Linked DNA regions of Bos taurus: region 2 is linked to region 1. A link is a contact called in public Hi-C data. All regions are on one chromosome and are shown on one strand. The core of a region is the stretch at or near the end of the contact, and the rest is flanking DNA. Distances in the headings are between cores, read along the strand shown. Region 1 overlaps GSTO2 (glutathione S-transferase omega 2). Region 2 holds the start of ITPRIP (inositol 1,4,5-trisphosphate receptor interacting protein).

Region 1 (7,828 bases), core at 1,924-4,423:
AAAATTACAGATTGCTAAGTACATGTATAATATTACAATGGAGGCACAGCTTCTTAGTTTGGGTTCTTCCAGGGAAGTGAGCCTGTATTTTCGTGCTGGGCATGATGCTAAAGTTGCTTTGCATACTCCTCTTATTTAATCTTGCCAATGACCCTCTCAGATGTAATAAGTAGCATCAGTGAAATTCTGGCTAGTTAAGGGCTGCTGCTGCTGCTAAGTACTGGAGTGGGGTGCTAGCCAGGGCTAATTAAGGACCACTGAATATGCAATATTGTTCCAGATTTGAATTGGGTTTTGTCCCATAGAATGTTAGTAGGAATTGTAAGTACAACATAGGTAATATCAGAATCTGAAAGATGCCCACTGAGCTTGAATTATTTGATACATTCCTCTCAATACCAGTATATTGACTCTAGGAGATTCTAGTGAAATTGAAACTTGTCAGAATAATTCTAATAGAGATGTTTTCTCTCTATTATAGAGATGATGTGTACAATTTTTTCTCCATGGTTTTGTACAATCAGGATTTTCTGTGAGTTGAAAATATTTTAAATATCTATGGACTGTCTTGAGTGATAAGCAACTCAAGAGACCAGTGTATAATGGTCCATGTTACCCACAAGCAAACAGGTCAGTTTAAGTTGGCAGCCTTATACTCTAACGTTTTCTTCTTTTTAAATAAATGCCGTTTGACTTTTACATTTTTCTTTCAAACAAGTATCATCAAAATTGAAGGTTTATTTGTGCTTGTTATATAACCTCATTTTTCCATGTTATTTTTATAGGTCTTTGAGATACATTTTTCTGTTGTTCAATTGCTTAGTTGTGTCCGACTCTTTGCGACCCCATGGACTGCAGAGGCTGTCCTTCACTATCTCCCTGAGTTTGCTCAAACTCATGTCCATTAAGTCAGTGATGCCATCCAACCATCTCATTCTCTGTCACCCTCTTCTCCTCCTGCCTTCAGTCTTTCCCAGCATCAGGGTCTTTTCCAATGAGTCGGCACTTCGCATCAGGTGACCAAAGTTTTGGAGCTTTGGCACCATCCTTCCAGTGAATATTCAGGGTTGAGTTCTTTTAAGATTGACTGGTTTTATTTCCTTGCTGTCCAAGGGACTCTCAAGAGTCTTCTCCAGCACCACATTTCTAAAGCATCAATTCTTCAGTGCTCAGCCTTCTTTATGTTCCAACTCACATCCGTACATGAATACTGGAAAAACCATAGCTTTGACTAGACGGACCTTTGTCACCAAAGTGATGTCTCTGCTTTTTAATATGCTATCTAGGTTTGTCATAACGTTTCCTCCAAGGAGCAAACATCTTTTAAGTTCATGGCTGCAGTCACCATCCACAGTAATTTCGGGGCCCAAGAAAATAAAGTCTGTCACCGTTTCCATTTTCCCCCCATCTATTTGCCATGAAGTCATGGGACTGGATGCCATGATCTTAGTTTTTTAATGTTGAATTTTAAACCAGCTTTTCCACTCTCTTTTTTCACCTTCATCAAGAGGCTCTTTAGTTCATCTTCACTTTCTGCCATTAGGATGGTGTTATCATCTGCATATCTGAGATTATATGCACAAATGTAAATAAACTCCTAGAAAAATGTCTGGAGAGACTCAAATCAGACTTGGCTGGTGCCTACTACTGGAAGGGGATTAGCCTGGGGGTGGGAAAGAAGAGTGGTTCAGAGCAAGGATAGGAAAGGAGAGCCTTTGCCTTCTATACTGCTTTCTGTGTTTGAATCTTTTTTTTAATAATGAGAATATTTTTCTCTATTATATGTGTAATTATTAAAGATGGAAAAAAATAACTTTTCATTCTGCATAATTTGCCATATGCATAAGCCAGAATTATGTATCCAGCACACTCATTAGGGTTATTTAGATTGTTTCAGTTGCTTATCATTATTAATGATGCCTCCCAGAAACAGCAGCTCCTTTGCATAAAAAGCCCTTTCTCTGTTTTAAAATATGTCCTTAGGCCAGACTTCCAGGAACAGAATTACCAGATCAAAGGGTATGACCATTTTAGAAGCTAGAGCTGGATGTTGCTAAATTGCTTCCCCCAAGACTTGTGCTGTATACCCCCTACCCTCTGAGTGTCAAAAATGCCCTTTGAACCAATCCCTTTTCACTGTTGGGAGATTTCATTTAAAAAGATACTTGCCTGTCTTGAGAAACAGTAGTTTCTCATAGTTGCTTTAATGTATATTTCTTTGATAGTGAGATGGTATGTTTTCCCCAAAGTATTCCATTTCTTTGTGTTTTATTTGTGCAGATGGTCTGCTACCCATCTGTTTGTCAAGATCTTCCTGATTTTCCTTGTTAATTTTTTTAAGAGTTCTTTATATGTAAAGGACATTGGCCTGCTTTTAAGATACATTGTTTTAAGTTTTTGTCGTCTTTGTACATATAGAAATTTAACATTAAAAATATTGTGTGATCTTTCCTGTTGTGATTTCTTCCACTGCTTTTGTACATAGGAAATCCTTTCCCCCTTCAGAAATTTGATAAAATGCTTTTATATTTTCATCTACCACCCATCACTTTAAAGATATTTGACTTGTCAAGCCTTGTCCCACTAGCTTCCCTCCACTATTATCTTACAAATATATTGCAACAAAAAGAATTAAACCTATGAAAGGGATTCCAGGATAGAATTTTCAGGGTGGCCAAATGTTGACAGGTTGCATTCTGAATCTTCACAGGAAACTCCTGGTTGTAAGTGGTGACCAGCAGGAGGGGTGTGTTTGGCACAGACCCTGCTTCTCAGGCTTCTTTCCAGAGAAGTGGGTTTTATGTATACTCTAAGTTTGTTCTGTATCCTTGGTTTGTTTTAAGGAGAATCCGTTAATCTTCATTAGCTCAGCCTCAGCTATAGTATGTCAGTGGAGCAGACACCTGAAATTTGAAATCTTGAGAATCTTCCCTTATCTTGTACGAACTCAAAAGATATCTGCCCTGGAGTGGATTGAGTATTTCTGCTTCTGGTTAGGGTCTGCATTGCTGATGTAACAGCAGGTGGCTTTGTGTATTTTATAGGAGGGGACTGGTTCTGCTTCATAAGAACTGTTTCCATCAAGAAAAACCGCTTCCTTCCTCCTCCAGCCAGGCCAGAGCCAGCATGCTGTCCTGGTTAGAGCCAGGAGACTTCTCTTGTGTGCAGGGCAGGTGGTGCATTAAGACCACAAGTGCAGTTATTGACGCTGCACTTGAGCGCCCAAGACTGTAGACTGATGATTCTTAGGATGTCTGGTTTGAGGAAGTCTGGGCTTCTCTTTATAATCTTGTCCCTCACAAAAAATTTTGCAGATTTCCTTTTCCTCCTTGGTGAACGTCCTAGCTGGGGAGCCTTGGCCAGTGCGCCTCACCACGATGGCCACGCGGGGGAGCCCAGCGCGCTTCTTCCTTCTACGTGCGCTCTAGCGGGAACCTCTTTTTGTCCGCCTGGGGGAGCCCGAGAGGCCTTCGAGGCAGATAAGCGGCCCTTCAGGGTTCAAGTTCAGGGGTGAAAACAGCGTACTCAGGTGTCACCAACCAGTCTCTCCCTCTTCATTTGCATGCTCATTCCTTTTTCCGAGTCACATCCAGAACCAAGAGAAGGATCTGTAGTCATTTTTCAGTGAACTGGAGAACAGAGAAATTTAAAAAATAACGTTTTCTACTATTCCAGAACGTCAAATGGCTTTTTCCTGAAATAGCTCACATCTTAATCTGAATGGAAGATGTGTTAATACATTAAGGAAATCCTAGGGCTTGAAGCTAGAGGCTCAGTTTCTTCCCCAGGCCATGTGTGGCCTAGGGCCTTGGTGGAAAGTATCTTTTCTAAGAAGGCCATCTTGAAGGGCAGTATTTCTGAGAATGAGAGAGTCCATTGTGAGAAAAGTTATTCAACATTAAGAATGACCAATATCACTATATGTGACAGGCAGGTGACAGAAATACCACAAAACAGAGTTGTTTTTTTTTTTAAACACATTGGCTATTAGCATAGCCACTGCTCAGTGGGTGGAGGCAAAGCTGCAGCTTCCTGTTCTGATGACAGATCATTTAGGAAAGATAAGACATAGGAAATTAACACTGTCATATTATTTTACTTCTGACTGTCCTAAATTTGTCAAGATGTGGGAGTTGGACCATAAAGAAGACTGAGTGCCAAAGAATTGATGCTTTAGAACTGTGGTGCTGAAGACTCTTGAGAGTCCCAAGACATAAAACCAGTTAATTCTAAAGGAAATCAGCCCTGAATATCCATCGGAAGGACTGATGCTGAAGCTCCAATACTTCGGCTACCTGATGCAAAGGGCCGACTCATTGGAAAAGACTCTGATGCTGGGAAAGATTGAGGGCAAGAGGAGAAGGTGGCGAGAGGATGAGATGGTTAGGTGGCATCATCGACTCAGTGGACATTAGTTTGAACAAACTCCAGGAGATAGTGAAGTACAGGGAAGCCTGGCATGCTGTAGTCCACGGGGTCGCAAGCAATTGGACACGACTGAGGGACTGAAGAACAACCACAAAAGGGACTTAGTTTAAACTGAGAATACGGAAGAACTATTTTAAGTCAAGTTTCCTGAAGACCGTCTTATCCATGGAATGAGACAGGAAGGAGAGAATTTTGAAAAGCTCTTTTGCCATGATTGTATCTCACCTCTCCATCAGTTAGTTGCCTGACTGAGAGAGAAGGAGAAAGAGGAAGATTGTGAGGCGGGGGTGGGGGGAGTCCTCACAGGGACTCTCAAAGCTGGGCCGGTCCTTGGCAGAAGGAAAGAGGGTTTCGGGGTTTGCTGATTCTGAGCTTGTTGCTGATACTTAAATTTAAGGAACAGACAAAGAATTCACAAGAGACTTGGGAAAGCCTCTGTGATTACAGTCCTCATACATACATATTTGACGTTGACACAGGGTTGACACTAGGCTGGGACTTAGGAGAATGGTGTCTTTGTCTTGGCTCTGGCACGAACCAGAGAGCCCTCTTACTTCCCTGGGACAGAGTTTCCTTCTTTCTAAGCAAGAGTGTCTTCCACACAGGAGACAAGAATCAGCTCACTAGCATGCTTTCCTCTCTGAATTGCCAGGAAACTCAAGTCAAATTCAAAGCTTTATTTATTAAGGAACTCTGCAGGAGCCTTGGCTTGATATCTCGAGACCATTTTCCTTCCTTATTTTGACCTTATGTTCTTTTATTTTTGCCTTTCTTAGCATGATTTTTCATATTTAATATTTTAGTGTACACATTTTTATACAATGCACCTCCAATCCTTTGTCTAGTGAGCATGGTATAAATAAATGGAAAAATGGAAGGGGAGTTATGCTAGATGAATCCAGGGGCCCTTCCAGTACTGAAGTTTTGTGATTCTCAGGGAACAAGTCTTTGTACATGTCTGGAATGTCTCAGGTTTGCGGAGAAGGGAGCTCTCCTATTGAAGGTCCTAAAGATGGTAATGAGCTTCCAAAGAGGCCTAGCCAGAATGTGCCCCTGGGTCACTGTGATGTGTCTATAGAGAAGCTGGCACTTTGGTTTATAGGAAGACTGCTTTTCTACTGGGACGTTTAGACTTGCTTTGTATGAAATCTGGTGGAGAAATGCCTGTTTGAGGCAGGGCTCAAGAATCTGCACCTGTATCAAGAACTCCAAGGAATTTTGATGTCACACTTGGATTTAAGAAAGTCTGAGGGAATGTGTAAATGTATCACAGGGGCAGGGGAGAGGCTGGCAGAAGACATCAGTCTCATCCATATACTTGTCTTGACTTTTTATTGTAATGAATACCTTGATAAAGGTTGAATTACATTATGAATGGCTTTTTTTTTTTTTTGACTACACTGCATTGGCATGCAGGATCTTAAGTTCCCTGACCAGGGATTGAACCCATGCCCCTTACAGTGGAAGTGCAGAATCTAATCACTGGACAGCCAGGGAAGTCCCTATGAGTGTTTACACGGCTGAGGGTAGTTTTACAAAGATATTCCTAAAAAACAGAGGACAGACTTCCTTGATAAATAGAAGTAAAACAGTTTCGATGGTTCCTAATGTCTGAATGAATAAGTGTACCATTCTGTTAAAAATTCATTGCATCCAAATGATGATATGTATTCAAAGACATACTCTAACTTTGAGTAAATGAAAGGTTTTAAAATATACTAAATAAACATCAATTACTAAGCAATTATTCATTTTCAAAATATTTTCATCACCTTAACAAAAGACTTATCATGGGTTCTAATAAATACCCATATATGGTCTGTTTTGATAAGGACTTTCTCAAGAGCATCTCTGCTCTGTAAAGCAGAAGAGTTATATAAAAGTTCCAGAGTCAGTCAGTTCAGATTCAGTTCTGATTTGTGCCATGAAGGCCAATAATAAGCTGGACATATACGTTTCAAAGCCAGTGATAAATGTTTGGGTAATTATTATCTGATCCTGAATATAAAGAAGGGTTAGGGCTTTCTGGAATTCATGAAAACTGGATGGTTCCTCTTCCTTGTAAATCAGGTCTTACTACATATGATTGAAAATAGCCTCTTTTAAATTTTCATTGGCCAGGCTCTGCCGTTTCAGTACCGTCTTCTTCAAACAGCGGGCTGCAATCCATGGGGTCGCTAAGAGTCAGACATGACTTCACTTTCCCTTTTCACTTTCATGCATTGGAGAAGGAAGTGGCAACCCACTCCAGTGTTCTTGCTTGGAGAATCCCAGGGACGGGGAGCCTGGTGGGCTGCCATCTACGGGGTCGCACAGAGTCGGACAGGACTGAAGTGACTTAGCAGCAGCAGCGATCCAAAGAGAAGGCAATGGCAACCCACTCCAGTGTTCTTGCTTGGAGAATCCCAGGGACGGGGAGCCTGGTGGGCTGCCATCTCTGGGGTCGCACAGAGTCGGACATGACTGAAGTGACTTAGCAGCAGCAGCAGCAGCAGCAGCATTATTTCAGCTTAGCCAGGGGAACTCCTCTATGCCATGCCAGGAGATAATGAAGACATAGACATTAGGGTACCAATATTTGCTTTCTCTTCTGAAAAGGGTGGTGGCGAAGGATTTACTTTCTGTAGATGTAACCTCTAGAGGTTTCTGTGATTTTTCATCAAGAGAGCTCACACTTATTGGGCATGATTCCATCATTCCTTACCGTAACCTCTAAGGTGGGCAATAACATTACCACCATTATACAAATGAGAGCACTGAGGCTTGGAGGAGAAGGTGAGTAAATTGTCTGGGTTTCATGTTGAATGAGAGGCGGAACCCAGGAGAGGACCAGATCTGCCAGCCCTAGAGTTCATTCTTAACTCCACCCCTAGACTACCTCATAGAAGCAACAAGCTGGCCTGAAGGATGAAGAATCAAGCCTGAGAGATAGGAAGTTTGAAATCTAGGTAAAGGACGTGCTCAGTTGCTCAGTCGTGTCTAACTCTTTGTGGCCCATGGACTTCAGCACTCTAGGCTCCTCTGTCCAGGCAGGAATACTGAAGTGGGTTGCCATTCCCTGCTGCTGCTGCTGCTGCTGCTAAGTCGCTTCAGTCGTGTCCAACTCTGTGCGACCCCATAGACGGCAGCCCACCAGGCTCCCCCATCCCTGGGATTTTCCAGGCAAGAATGCTGGAGTGGGTTGCCATTTCCTTCTCCAATGCATGAAAGTGAAAAGTGAAAGTGAAGTCACTCAGTCGTGTCCGACTCCTAGCGACCCCATGGACTGCAGCCCACCAGGCTCCTCCATCTATGGGATTTTCCAGGCAAGAGTACTGGAGTGGATTGCCATTGCCTTCTTCGTGCCATTCCCTACTCCAGGGGATATTCCTGACTCAGGGATCGAAATCACGTCTCTTTC
Region 2 (7,828 bases), core at 3,496-5,995, 43 kb after region 1:
GGCTCATAGCCCAGACCTCGGACTTGCAGCCTTGCCCTCTTCCCCTAGCCCATCCCGAGGAACACACCTGTGGATGTAGCACTTGCAGCGCTCCTTCCTTTCAACATGTGTCTTACAGTTGGGTGGTTCTCGTTCCTCCCAGTATAACTTAAGGTGGAGGTGTCTGTTGCCTTGGGCAACAGTGATGTCACTGGTGAGGTGCTTCCATTCTGCTGATGTCACGGGGTGGGCCACGAGGATGAAGGGGTTTGAGCTTCCTACAGGAAGACATCCCAGGTTCCAAACTGCCCAGGTGGACCCTGTATACCTCGTGGGCACAACCAAATGATCCTCTTCCTGTCCCAGAAAAACCTCACCCTCTCTCCCCTCTGGGTGCCTGTTCAGGCCATGCCTCATTCCCCTCTCCTAGTGTTGGTGGAAACGTCTGGATGGGTAGCTTTACCCTCAACTCTGAATGAACCCCACACCAGGGCACCAATCTCCTTTTCACCATCTGGGAGAGTCTGGGTCCTTGTGGCCTTGCCCTTTGCCCAGAGCTAAGAGGAGGAAGCAGTGGGGAAGCGAGGTCCCAATCTGGCAGAGAATGATGATCCTCCATTGACCTCCCATCTTTAAGTGCTCATACCAGCCAGACACTGGTCTGCACCAGGCACCATCACAGTGGCTTATAAGCAGACCCTGTGAGGGTTGTCCACATTTTACTAATGACAGAGCCAAGGCTTGGAACAGTCAAAGCAGTTGCCCAACTCCTGAGCTCTGGAGCCAGGACTCAACCCAAGCCTGCCCTAAGTCAAGGTCGATGTGAGTCATACCTCCTTGGCTCTGGGACACCTGGAGGCTTGTGGCTTTAAAGAAGAGCCATGAGGGGGCCTGGACAGAGGCCAGGGAGAACCTTTTAAATCCAAAGAGGCCAGCTGGGCAGGCCAGGTGGTTCAGACAGCCAAAGCAAGGACTTAGGACTGTATCACCCTCATGTTCACACTGGGGCTGCAGTAAGTGGTCAGTCCTGGCCCTTCCAGTTCGTTGAGTTTCTGTGTTGACTAAGGACCATGTTTCTTTGCTCTGTACTTGACTTCTTGTTGACCCATCCAGGCCACCTGACCATCTCCTTGGTTTGCATTTACCCCTGTGGCCTGAACCTACAACCCTGAAATTTTATAGTAGTTATTTAACTTATGCAAATACAACTTAATGTAGCTGGGAGCTACTATTTAGAAAGCACTAAATGAAATAAGTAAATAAAATAAAAAATGCTAAATTATGAAAGAGGACAGGGAGACATCCTACTGGCAAACACTGCCCTTGAGGGACTGGCTAAGGAGATATACGTAACATACAGGACTGCTGATCTACCTGGCAGGCATCTCTCCACTGGTGACGGGGCCACAGAAGCGAACGGAGTCCATGCTATTGGACCACTGCTGCCCCTGCCCTCTGCCTCCCCTGACCTGAATCCAGCTCTGCCAACCACAAGCTGCCTTCTGATTTCTAGTTTCCCATGTGGCTTGCCCAGAACTCAAGAAGCCAGTATCACTGGCTCTACAATGGTTACGAAGTCTTCTTGCAAATTAATATGCTAGCAATTTTATTTGTACACTTTGTAGTGTACAAGAGCTCTCTGTAGATGACTCAGTAGCTCAAGTCCAAACTGTTCTGAAAATTGTGGAGACAGGGCTTCTGAACGCGTGCAGCTAAGAGCCAGATTCTGGGGCGGGTCACATGCCTGGGAAATCGGCGAGGCACCAGTCGTCCCTTTCCAAGGCGATGATGAATTTCCCATTAGCTGAGAAGTCTATTTTGTTTAAAATACTGTCTACAGATAGTAGATAGTAAAATGCTCCGTTCCAGCTAATTAAGTGCTGTAATGTATAGGGTGAAAAAAAAGTGACCATATATACAGAGCTGTGAGATGCAGTTTTGGAAGTCTTTCTGGATGAGTTGGGAAGGGCGTTTGCAGATGAGCAGCACTGGACAGGGATGGGGCTATAGAGCTTGCAAGTGTCAGGACAGCGTGTTCAGATACTTTTTCCATCCTCCATTCCCTCAGGCATTCTCTGCCCAGGTCAGGGACCCTGCATGGCCCCTTTCCTCTGCACCACACCCAGGCAGCACTTACTCACCACCCTCAGGACAGGCCCCAGACTGGATGTGCGATGTCACACTGCCCAGTGATTAAAAAGGAAGGACATCTGAGGCTTGGGCCAGCCCTGCCTCTCTTTCCTTTCCTTCAGCTGCCAGGTAAGTTTTCCATCTTCCTCCATCGGAGCTGACAGTGGGTTTCCTTCCTCTGACAAAGAAAAGACCAATCGCTCTTATCTCTTTCTCACGAGGGGCCCCAACTAAACTACCTTTTGAAACTTTACCTGCTTCTTGCTCTGTGAATGCTCAGCGACTTTCAGGCTTCTGAACACTATACCTCTCTGTGATTGAGTTTCCTCAACTATAGAATGGGGATACCAATACCTATGTCACCGGGCTACTGAGAAGATTAAATGAGTTAATACAGGCAAAGTGATTTTGGGGAAAAAAAAGCCTGGCAAATGTTAAGCCCTCGGTAATTGGTTATCAGGCTGCTGTGTACGGTTGTATGGGTGGTATACTGCTCAAGAACACCTGGCTAGGAGAGTGGAAAGGATGAATCAAGCTCAGATGCCAGCTTGCACAGCTATGTGCCTTGGCTCTGTCCACCCAGATGAGGCCCCTGTTTTCTAAATGATACCAAGGTGCCATCTTCTTGTTAAGAGGAAGTACCTTATTCTAATTCATGCAGATGACGGAACAGGCTAGCAGCAGTCTTGGAGGTTATTATTGTCAGCTCTTGGCACTCTCTCGGGTACATCCCTTTCCCAGCAAGACAAGATTAGTCCCAGCCACAAGTAAGGTCCTGCTCCTCAGGTGTCCAGCACATCTGGAGCACTTACCCCTCCCTTAGCAGGCTCGTGGGATGAAGCTTTCCCCAAGGGCCCCCCAGGGCTGCCCTCCAATTGAGGGACTCTGCACCCCAAACATGGAGCCACAGAGTCTTGGACTCTGGAGGGACCCTCTCCTTCATAATTGTTGATGGCCACCTGTCTCCTGCCAGTGATGGCAATGCCTTAACTACTGAGGTGCTCCAGTTGTCAGCAAGTTCCTCCTTATTTCTGAGTAAGTGAAATCCATCTCCTGCTTCTCCCACCCTGTGAATCTCTAAGGCCAGACAGAGCAAGTCTCCTTCTCTCGAGTGACAAAATGGGAAATTCCTGAAGGCCAGAGCCACCTTCCCCTAGGTTTCTCGTCTCTGGAGGAAATACTGCCAGTCATTCCCTTCTCCCTGACAAGAAACACTTTCCCAACTCCCATGGCATTCCACCTCTCCCCTGCAGACAAGTGAGAACAGGGCTGTGCACTCCAGCCCTCCACCCAGAGATACGTCTCCTCCAGACAGAATCCTCCATCTTTTTCCCTTTATTGATCCCAAGGGGGTCCAAGAAGGAAAAAAACACAAGACCAGGTTCCTCCCAGACAATACCTTCTCAGGTGGGCAATTTTGCTAGAAGCCTCTACCAGAAGTTCCTCCACTTTTTGTCCTCAGATAAAAAGTTCACCCACAAACCCTCATCTTTGTCCCTCTCATGAGTGCTGCAGGAGCTGGGAGGTGTTCTTGCTGACAACTTCTGGGCTGATGGCACGAGGTTAAAAGTTCAGATCCTTGCCACCCGAAAGTTGGAGCTTGAAACTGCTGCGTCTTTGAAAATTACCGAGCTGGAGGATGGCACTTGCACAAAACTCTTTCCATTGGAGAGTCAGCCTAACCACTTTACGGTTACCCACAAGTGGAAAATGTGAGGGCAGGACGGCCTGGAGCGGCAGCAGCAGCACACAGGGAATTAGCAAACAGTGAAAGCCACTTCAGGCACGTAGGCTGGAGGGAGGACTCAAAAGCACAGCCCATTATGCTATAAAGGAGAGGTGAATGGCAGCAATTCTACCTGCCCACCAGGCCTTTTTGCAAGGCTGGCTTGGACCTGGGACTGCACCCTGCACAGGTTTGCTTTACCTGGCAGCCACTCAGCAGTAGAACTAGTTTATGAAAGGGAAGAACCTTGGGTCAAATCCAAAAGAAAAACCTCCCCACTCCCTCCTCCCCACCAAAAATAGGACTCTGAACTGATTTAGATTCAAAAGGACAGGGTCCAGGATCCACCAGTACTTGGTACTCTTCTAGTTTTGGGGAGCTGGGTGGGGGGAGTATAAGGAGGGATGGTTCTCACAGCTTTCAGAGGAGCAAAAGGCAAAATGTGGTCCCTTAGGGGTTCAGTAAAATACTTGCCCTTCCTGGGACACAGCACTTCTGTTTTTAAAGAAAAGGAGCGTTCTGGATGGGAAGCCCAGTCCTGGGGCATCCGAGTTCCTCCAAATCGCAGCCAGGAAGTTGGAAACTGGGAAGGGGTCTAGGATGCTACTAGAGGTCAGGTGGAGACTAGCAGCAGCCCCAAGAGAAAGTTCTGCACGGCGTGGGGTCTCCTCCACTAATAGCCCAGAAAGAGGAAGCGGCGGGGGCTTTATCCCGCCTCCAGCAACCTCATGGCTTCACTACGTTAAACCTAGAAAACAAAGACTTCATACCTACTCTCTCCTTCCAGGAGGGGGAAGGAAGGATGGAAGGGAGCTGGCTAAGAAGCAGGGCGACTCGACTACTCTTTCAGCTCCAGAGCTCTGCTCACACGGTCCAAAGTAACGGATCTTCGGGGCGGTAGAAACAACAACGTGGTCCCGCTTCCGGCATCGCGGTTCGGTGAGCCGGGAGGAGGGGCTGCCGCCGCGCGGGGCTGCAACGGACATCGCTCACTGGGGTCTCCGCGGCCGGGAAGAAGCCACAGAGGCGAGGCTGGGATGCAGGACCCCGCACGGCGCGAAGAGGAAGAGGGCAGCCTCTCCCCGACCCGCGCTGTGCTCGGGCGCCGTATCCCAGTCCCCCAAGTCAGTCCCAACCCGGGGGGGGGGGGGCCGAGCGGGCGCGCCCCTCCAATCCGCCTCCATCTCCGGCGCAGCTCCCCTGGTCCCTCTTCTTCCTTCCAATCCACGAAATGCTCCGGGAGGACGCAGAGCCTCGCGGCCGCGGGCCCGGTACTTACCTTCGGCTTCGGTTTCCGCTCCCCGAGGCGGGAGGGATCGCACGAGTCCCGGCTGCGTTCGCGGGTCCCGGGGGCCCCGGAATCCGCTGTCTGGCCGCCGCTGAGGCTGAGCTTCCCGCCCGACAATTAGAGGGACGGGGGCGGCGATACCTCGGCTGGCTCCCGCCTTCTGGCCCCCATCCGCCGGGCTCTAGAGGACTTCAGAGTTACTCATTTCCTAGATGTCAAAGAAACTTTTCCTCCAAATAAGAACAAACACCCGCCTCTCCTCCCCGCCGCGGAGGCTCCTTAAGGTGGACCGTGAGGGTTAGGGGGCGGCTGACCCAGGGTCCGGCGCGGAAATCTGCGCATCGACCACCCCAGAAACTCCACAGGGGCCAGCAGAACTGGAGGGTGATCGGGCAAGACGGAATCTGGCTGCTGGATTTAAACTGGAGCGAATGGACAGGGAATCAGGAGAGGACGCCCTTAAAAGTGTGTTTGGGCAGGCGGAAAGGAAGGAGTTAAGTCCCTGCACGCCTACACTGGGTTTTCAGCGGCGCGTTTTACAAGCGGTGGAATTCCAGGGGCCACTTATTTTGTCCTTTGGAGGGAAATATAAGTCGAGACACAACGCCGGTTCTTTTTTTCGACTTCTAAGTGGATTAAAATAGCTCACCAAATTCTATGATCAATTGAACGCATCTTTGCCTTTTCCTGAGTAACTAGGCACAAAGGAACATTATTACTAAATACTTTCATCTGTAGAGGGCGCTTTAGTGTCCAAAGCGTGTTTACGGTAGGGATGTTAGACCACTATTTTAGAAGGAGGAGCTGAGGCCAGGACGGACTGTAGTACCCTGGTCAGACTTGATGGGTTATGAAATCCACAGCCTATTGTCTTCACTTTGTGACTTGCCCAAATTCCACAGCCATTAGAAGTGGCTGGGAAGGGCTTGAATAAATCCTAGGTAAGTGGCTTTGCAGGAATTAAAGGCCACTGAGGGTACATTGGGGGAAATTATGAGAACACACTGGCTAAATGATTATCACCATTGCCACTGCTGTTTGGTTTTAGATCACCTTCCTCTCCTCCGCAAGCCAGCCAAATAGCTTTCACAGTCGCCTGGAAGACATTAGGCTTAGTCTGAAAGATAAACAGGCAATGAGAACAAGTTCTAAAAATAGACCCCCTGGCCCTTGGCCCAGGTTACTCTTGTTTTCAAGCTTCTGCTGCTGCTCACAGTTCTTTCCTTATATCAGAGACGGTTATAGTAGAGTTTTGGAGGGCTGTCGGGGAGAGGTGAGGAATGGGGTGATCTGTGGAAACCTTCCTGAAAGGGTGGTGATTTTGAAAATGTCTGCCAGTTGGATGGGTGAGGTATTCACCCACCACCCATCCCCCAAGTAGGGGGAGAAATTCCTGGGAGGTGGGGACCCTGGATTGAGCACCACTACCCTGCCTTGTAGTCCTTGGGGTAGAACTCAGGGTTATATTATGTACGGTAGAATGCCGAGAACAGTGCTTGAATGCCCTCTGGGATTGTCCTATAAGCAAAGTTGTTTCAGCGTTTTCTAACGGTGGTTTCTATTTACTGATGGGGCAACAAATCTATTACATTTGTTTTCCTTTCAGACCTGTTGATTTCACTCTCCGCGACCGCATGGTCACCTTCAGCACCACTCTGTTCTCAGCCTTAAGTCCACTTTCCTATCTAGGCACCTGAGTCGTTCATGAACTGGCCTCTCTTAATACTTATCTTACCAAGCACATATCTCATTCCATTTTCCACACTAAAATTCTTGTAGTTCTTGGAACTTGTGCTTCTCCGAATGTGATCTGAGGTTTGTTTCCCCCCCTTGGATGTTCACATGGGCTCTATCTTCTGTCTGCAACCTTCACGCCACCTTTTCCTCTAACCTATCATCCCCCATGTACACACACACATTTTTTTTTTTTTGCATGGCTAATGTGTGCTTAGTCTTAAGGTCTCCGAATAGGTGATTTCTTCTCTAGGAAGTCTTCTTTGAACCCCCACGCCTGGGTTAGACACTCCCCTCCCCCATGTAGTTTCCATAGCACGTTGTGCTTATTCTAAGAAAGGTTTTTAAAAGACAGGAAAGTACAGGGATTTCTCTGGTGGTCCAGTGGCTAAGACTCCAAGCTCCCGGTGCAGGGGGCCCTGGTTGGATCCCTCCTCAGGGAACTAGATCCCACATGCCACAGCTAATAGTTTGCATGCCACAACTAAAGATCCTGAGTTGTTGTTTAGTTGCTAAATTGGTCCAACTCTTTTGCTACCCCCATGGACTGCTGCTAGGCCCCTCAGTCCATGGGATTTCCCAGGCAAGAATGGGGTGGGTTGCCATTTCCTTCTCCAGTGGATCTTCCCAACCCCAGGGATCAAACCCGTGTCTCCTGCATTGGCTGGCAGATTCTTTACCACTGAGTGACCGGGAAAGCCCAAGTTAAAAAAAAAAAGATCCTACAGGTTAAAAAAAAAAAAAGATCCTGCATGTCGCAATGAAGATTCCTGTGTGCTGCAACTAAGACCTGGCACAGCCAAGTAAGTAAAGTTTTAAAAAGATAGGAATGTGCAAAGATTCATCTTTTGGGAATGTGAGGGGCCAAGAATTCGGGGAACCTCTGCTGAATACAGAAATGCTGGGTCAAAAATCAACAATTGAAAAAAAGAAAGGGGGATCACTAGGTGTGAGACAGGAAGAAGGAACTC

What was found. A called contact is a pair of places that touch in the nucleus more often than the background predicts.
Region 2: a contact with region 1 is called in a Hi-C map of skeletal muscle, with 5 times the contacts expected there. The contact joins the promoter of ITPRIP here to the enhancer-like site in region 1. A contact is called at or near these places in 4 of 11 Hi-C or Micro-C datasets (liver, skeletal muscle, skin fibroblasts and 1 more).

The regions. Positions count from the first base shown.
Region 1 is chr26:24,847,533-24,855,360 of ARS-UCD2.0, forward strand. The region is part of intron 5 of GSTO2 (glutathione S-transferase omega 2); the gene reads left to right. Among named protein-coding and RNA genes, the nearest start is that of GSTO2, 14 kb to the left of the region's middle. Within about 2 kb of position 3,174, at least 4 of the 102 cell types and tissues checked have an H3K27ac peak or open chromatin away from gene starts, as enhancers often do. A contact at or near this core is called in skeletal muscle, where this site is marked.
Region 2 is chr26:24,888,640-24,896,467 of ARS-UCD2.0, forward strand. ITPRIP (inositol 1,4,5-trisphosphate receptor interacting protein) reads right to left here and starts at 4,746. Exons shown (of 2, transcript NM_001101178.1): 1 at 4,606-4,746.